2 separate regions of the Ovis aries genome follow, and region 1 is linked to region 2. The links are chromatin contacts, called in public Hi-C maps. All regions are on one chromosome and are shown on one strand. Each heading gives the region's core, a stretch centred on a gene start, on an enhancer-like site or on the middle of the called end of the contact. The rest is flanking DNA. Distances are from core to core; before and after follow the strand shown. Region 1 holds the start of LOC101122457 (zinc finger protein 14 homolog). Region 2 holds the start of ZNF565 (zinc finger protein 565).

Evidence for each region. A called contact is a pair of places that touch in the nucleus more often than the background predicts.
Region 1: a Hi-C map of liver shows a contact between it and region 2, with 3 times the contacts expected there. The contact joins the promoter of LOC101122457 here to the promoter of ZNF565 in region 2. A contact is called at or near these places in 2 of 16 Hi-C or Micro-C datasets (hypothalamus and liver).

The regions. Positions count from the first base shown.
Region 1 is chr14:46,365,567-46,368,941 of ARS-UI_Ramb_v3.0, forward strand. It overlaps LOC101122457 (zinc finger protein 14 homolog), which reads left to right and starts at 1,712. Exons shown (of 8, transcript XM_012190252.5): 1 at 1,712-1,858. It overlaps LOC121816368 (a long non-coding RNA gene), which reads right to left and starts at 1,237. Exons shown (of 2, transcript XR_006055917.2): 1 at 1,072-1,237.
Region 2 is chr14:46,160,834-46,163,831 of ARS-UI_Ramb_v3.0, forward strand. It overlaps ZNF565 (zinc finger protein 565), which reads right to left and starts at 1,466. Exons shown (of 8, transcript XM_060398555.1): 1 at 1,426-1,466. CAPNS1 (calpain small subunit 1) reads left to right here. Exons shown (of 13, transcript XM_012190219.5): 11 at 1-2,005. ZNF146 (zinc finger protein 146) reads left to right here and starts at 1,914. Exons shown (of 3, transcript XM_042230905.2): 1 at 1,914-2,998.

The DNA.
Region 1 (3,375 bases), core at 462-2,961, 200 kb after region 2:
AGCTAGATAAAGAAAAATAGAGAAAAGACTCCTGGAAAATTCTACCAAACATTTAAAGAAATAATGTCAATATTTCTCAAACTCCTCCCAAAAATTGAGAAGAAATACTTTGAACAAATTCCAGGAGATAGTGAAGGAGAGAGGAGGCTAGTGTGCTGCAGTCCATGCGGTCGCAAAGAGTCGGACAGGACTTAGCCTGTGAACAATTCAGTTCTCTTCTGTTTTCAATGGCCGATACTGCCCATCAAATTTTATTTCTTAGTCCAGCACTTCACAAATCAGCTCTTTGACCCCAGGGTCTGGGCTGTAAGCAAGAGCAAACACTCTACTTAAAAAAGAAAGGAAAATAGTCACTTTCAAACTGACTTTCTAAAGAAAGCGCTTTTATTTCTAACCCATAATCGATAATTTGTTTTACATGAAAGTCAAGCTTTAAATCATTTATTAGCTCAGTTGCTGCTAAGTCACTTTAGTCGTGTCCGACTCTGTGCGACCCCACAGACGGCAGCCCATCAGGCTCCCCCATTCCTGGGATTCTCCAGGCAAGAACATTGGAGTGGATTGCCATTTCCTTCTCCAATGCATGAAAGTGAAACGTGAAAGTGAAGTCGCTCAGTTGTGTCCGACTCTTAGTGACCCCATGGACTGCAGCCTACCAGGTTCCTGTCCACGGGATTTTCCAGGCAAGAGTACTGGAGTGGGTTGCCATTGCCTTAGCTCAGTAACGTAATCTTTGTTCCATCAAACCTTAACAATAACCACAAAAATACTTCAAGGAAAATCTACCCTTCTTGTTACCGTTTTACAATGAGGCTCAGAGATTATTTTCCAAGATACAATCATACACACGGTGATACTCAATGAAATTATGTTACATAGACACAAAATCCTGAATCCAGTTTCTCCCTCTCCCTACTATCACCACAGTCATAGGCCCCCGAGTTTTCATTACTTGCCTCCTGCAAAGTGGCCTCCCCTTCTCCTCACTCCCCAAACCACACAGAAATCAGTTAGGTAGCACAGAATAACATCAGCCCCCTTCCCAGCAGCAGAAATTCCTCCCCGTTTCACGTTTAGGAATCCTCCGCCTTCAACCTCCCCAATTGCGTTGCAGATTCCCGGTACCCCTTCCCTTCGGCCTCCCAGACTAGTTTTGGGTCTCACAAGTTCAGGTCCCACAATTCCTCTACACTGAGGAACCCCTAAACCAAACTCATGGCCGAACAAAGGCCAAAACGGCGACCCAGGAAGCTTGCGAATGCCTTGGGCAGTGACACTCCCAGAAGTCTCCGCGGTGCGACCAGGCGCAGGCTAAGACCAATTTCAAATGGTCCATTCACCGCTAGCTTTTCCTGCTCCCTAACTACATTTCCCAGAAGGCTCGGCTGTGCTATTTCTCCCCGCTTGCGGTCTAGTTCTTTTCTTCCAGAGCCTGTTCAACTCCCGGGGATAGTAAGAAAATCCATTTTTAAACGTTTCACAGTGGGCTTTCTTGGGAGTCACGGCCCGAGGCTAAGCCAGGCTCTGTGAGGCCTCCGGTGGGCGGTTTGATGAGGGGGATGCAACCCTTTAGGCGGGGCTGCAGCTGATTTCTGCTAGAAATCCGGTAGACCGGTAGCCATCTTGTCAGCCACAGGGATGTCTCTGACTACACTTCCCAGAGGACTCCTCGACAAGAACGTGATTCTCGCGTGAGTTCAGCCTCAAAGTCACGCGCTGGCGGGACCCTCAGGTCCGCACCAGCTAGTGTTACCTTGTTGTGGAAGGTTCAGCTTCTTAGGAAGCTTGGGAGACCTGAGGTGGGGAACCAGAGAAGAGGGCAGGGCCGGAGCTTAGGCCTTGTACCGCTCGCTAAGAGGTGAGTCGGAAACTGTGTGATTGTGTTTGCGTTGGTGTAAGTGATGAATGACCACGTGATTGTGTCTGGCTCTTCCGGTAGTGAGCGTGTGTGAGGTTCCAGTGATAACCGTTTGCTTAACTGTCTGAGAACCTGTGACTGTGCCGATGTGACGGGATGCGTCCTGGTCATGTGCGTGTAATCACTTGCAGCATTGTATGTGGGGATGTGAGTAGCTTTTGACTCGGTGAATGTGATAGCGTTTGTCCCCTTAGAGGGGTGTGATTGTGCGACTGTGGGCTGCAGATACCTGTGGGGTACCTGTGGATACTGTGTGATTTATCTGTGGTGAGTGTGATTGTGAGTGTACGGCCATGTGCAGGTGTGCAGTACCCGTGACAGTGCCGGTGTGACTGTCCTCTTGTGAAAAGTGTGACTGTGCTATGTGACCCTGGGTATGCGGCCCTGTGTTTGGGTTGTGGGTTATCTCTAGCTGTATGACACCCTGATGGTTTACATTTGTGTGATTATGTTTGTGTGACTGGAAAATTGTATGAAATTTTTTCATGTATGTATATATATCTCTTTAAGCTTTATACAGTAGTTTTCCCCTATTTTTAAACTTTATATGAATACCCCATACTGTCTTTTATCTCTTACTCTATTTGTTCAACTGTGCTTTTGAGAATTACCCATATTATATTTTAATAGTTGTTCATTTGTTTTCTTTGCTATGTTCCATCCATTAAACTATTATTCATCCCTTCTAGTAATGATGGACATTTGCGTTATTTCTAGTTTTTTACTTTATAGACTGTGCTGCCATGAACATTCTTTTACATAGGTTATCACGCACGAGTTTACCTACCAGTGGAGTTCTAGGAGTGCTAGGTCATGTATCTTCCACTTTCCCAATAGTGCCAAGATATTTACCAAAGTGAGTGTCATGTTTATACTTTATATACGTGTATCAAACATGTGATTGCTCCATGTCCCTACCAAAACATGGTTCTGATAGTTTTTTTTAAACATTTTTATGATATATAGCATATATACAGTAAAGTGCACAAATCTTAAGTATATGGCCATAAAACAGTTTCCTGCTGCTGCTGCTGCTGCTAAGTCCTTTCAGTCGTGTCTGACTCTGGGTGACCCCATAGATGGCAGCCCATGAGGCTCCCCCATCCCTGGGATTTTCCAGGCAAGAACACTGGAGTGGGTTGCCATTTCCTTCTCCAATGCATGAAAGTGAAAAGTGAAAGTGAAGTCGCTCAGCTGTGTCTGACTCTTAGCGACCCCATGGACTGCGGCCCACCAGGCCCCTCCATCCATGGGATTTTCCAGGCAAGAGTGCCTGAGTGCTAGATCATCATAAAGAATTTTGCCAGCACCCCAGAAGATTCCCTCATGCCCTTCCCAGATATTCCTCTCCCAACGTCAGTATTCAGAATTCTATACCCATTAATTTGATCCATTCATGAATTTCATATTTAAATGGAATTATATACCATGTATTCCTTTGTGTCTGGTTTCTTTTG
Region 2 (2,998 bases), core at 216-2,715:
ATTTTGAGGCGCTAGCTTGCCATCTTCTCGGCTGGTCTGCTCCCTGATTAAAGTCTCTTCCTTGCCTCAGCACCTCGTCTCCTGGATTCATTGACCTCCCTGTGGTGAGCAGAGCACGCCTGCATCCGGTAAAAAAACAACAATATCAGTATCTATTAGTGTATCTGTTAATCTCCTGGTTTTGATAGAGAAGCTGGATTAAGAGTATTTGGGAATTCTATTTTTGCAACAGTTTTAAGTATTTATTTTTATTTTTTAGTATTTAAAATGAAAAGTTTAAAACATTTAGATGAACACTAGGTGTGCAGGGAATATGGAGAGTGTGGGCCTTTCAGTTTACCTTCATGGCACTCAGTAATTGACTCCAAGGGCAAATACAGGACTCCAGTTCACTTGGAGGTGAATGGTGGTGTGGGGCTTTGTTAGGCAAGAAGTTTCAGAAGAAAAGGAAAGCACATGTTAAAAAAAAAAAAAAAAAAAGCCTAAAATGGAGTCATGTGTCCCATAACAACAAACCAAGACTTAATTCCAGTTTAAATGTTTCTCAAGAAAATATGCTCTTTAAACAAATCGATCTGAAATTTCCTGCTTGGCACCGGTGAGCTAATCTGCATGATAAGACCCCTGCCATTTCCTTCCCCTAAAAGATGTCCGGGCCTAAAACAATCGTTTCTTTTCTTTTGCTAATAACTTCCTTGTCCCACTTTCCTACTGCCTGTAAAAAACTTCCATTTTGTACAACCCTTTGGAGTAGCTACTTGGTAGATGGGATACTGCCGGATTCAGAAGTTGAATAAAGCCAATTAGTCCTCACATTTGGCTGAATTACTTGTGTATGTGTTTAACCACACATCTCGGAAAACAAGGGTTTCAGGGAAAGAAGAAAAACTGATGGACGCAGAAACTGGCTTTTTAATGTTCAACAGTAGTTCTCTCAATATATCTCTTGGAGAAGAATCAAGAAAAAACAATCGTGAGGGATCAGGTCATTTTTAAAGGTTCATCGCCCAACTCTCCCGCACAGGCAAGGGTGAGCAGAGAAGAATGGACCTCATGCCCCATCCCTGTGTTACACGGGAAGGCTGAGGTTATAATTACTGTCTGGGGTCACAATCTGTCAGAGCACTGGAGTCACAGGCGCCTCACAGCTACACACTTGGTGCTGAACAAATGGTCAGTATCACACAAATACAACCAGATATTCGCTCTTAGGACATACAAGGACACAACCACAGAATGAGACACCTCCACATCTTTATACACAGTCACAATTTCACACCCAGTAAGGCACACAGTCGCACAATCTGCTCACACTATGACACACAAAGCCACATAAAGATTCTCGCATCCTCAGCAGCCAGCGCGCAAAAACCCAAGGCTCTCTGGACACGCCCAGTCCCCGCCCCAGAGTCCCAGACCCCTCACCTTCTGCCTTCCCTTGGTCGCGTCCGGGTCCCTGCGGAGCTAAAGATCTCGCCACGACGTCAAGAGAGACCTAACGCTGGGCCACTGTGGACTCTGGGAAACGTAGTCCAGAGCTAGTCCAGCCACAGACAAGATGGCGTCCTCATACCCACAGTCTGGGCTTGGCCCGTTTGACACTGCCCTCGAAAGCCTTCAAAGAAAGGGGTTCCCTTTCCAAACCTTCCACCATGCTTGAATTTATCTTTCTGCAAGTCAGGATTACTCACTCTGAGAGCCTCATAATCACAGGAAGAGGCTGCCAAGTTGGCTGGGGGAAAGAGACAGAGAGACGTAGAGTGTCAACTAGCAAAGCCTTAAGGGAAATGTAGTCCAAGGCCGGGAAAGCGCGGTTGCTGTTGACAGAAGGTAATCAGATACCAGCCTGTGCTCGGCCACCGTGACCGTGCGGGCCGCGTCGCGAAGACTTCTGGGAGTGCTCACTCGCCCTCGGAGTGCGCAGGCGCAGCGCATCGAGTGGACATTTTGGTCTTTGTCCGCGGGTCAGTCCGGCCCCTGGGTCCACGTGGCGCGAAAATAGGAGGTGGGATGTGGGCGTCTTGGGCCGATGGGGTCGGGGACGTTGAAGGGAAGGATTCCGGATCTATTGGGGTGCGGTGCGAGAGTGGGGAGCGGGTTTAAGAGCTGCTGGCCTACATGTAGGGTGGGGGTGGGGGCCTCTGGGGAGGGTTCGAGCGATGCGTGACCCTGAGTTTGACCGCAAATTTGACCGGATGTTTGAGATTGTTGAGGGAGAAACTGGGTACGGGATTGTATGGCTGCTTCTCAGAGGTGTAGGAGACCGGCACTGAGAGAATAACATCCGAGCGGCACTTCCCTTGTCGAAAGTGCTGATGATTAACGGTGCCATCTTTCTGGAACATCTTATTTACTTGAAGATTGAAGGTCTATAAAAGCTAAGTGGTAAATAATTTTAAAATGGGTTTTGGTATAAAAGTGCTTTTCCTTTTAATTGGGTAGAAGGCAAATCACTGTTGTTGTTTTTTTTAACAATATTTTAAAGGATAATTTTGTTAGAGGGAGCCTGCTTCAAATGGTCTCCAATGTCCTGATCTTTGGGGTCCTTTAATAGGACTCCTGTTAAGTCTTAGAGTAAATATCAGCGTTCCGTTTTTAGAAGCAGTGTCCTATTGCGCAGAAGCCGAGAACTGGGGATTCAAGGGCTTGAGGTTCTAGATTCGGCACTGTTATCTTCGTTCTTTGAAAAAACTAATTCCTGCAATGTTTATCCATGAATCTGGACCAGTTAAATATCCTGACTGTTAAATGCGTTTTCCCGGGTTATGGATTTTGTGAAGTAACAAAGGTACTTTTTCTGAGGAATCTCCTACAGTTATCCTTCTTGTATTTTAAATAATTGGGTACCAAATCAATACCTACACATCAGTAGCTTTCAGATAGGCAAACAACTGCCAGTTAGAAGGTATGATAGAGGAAAATCATTATTTACAGCAACAGTTTTTTTAAAATTGAGGAATAAGCTTAAGAAACTACCGGAAAAGAACTTTAAAATACT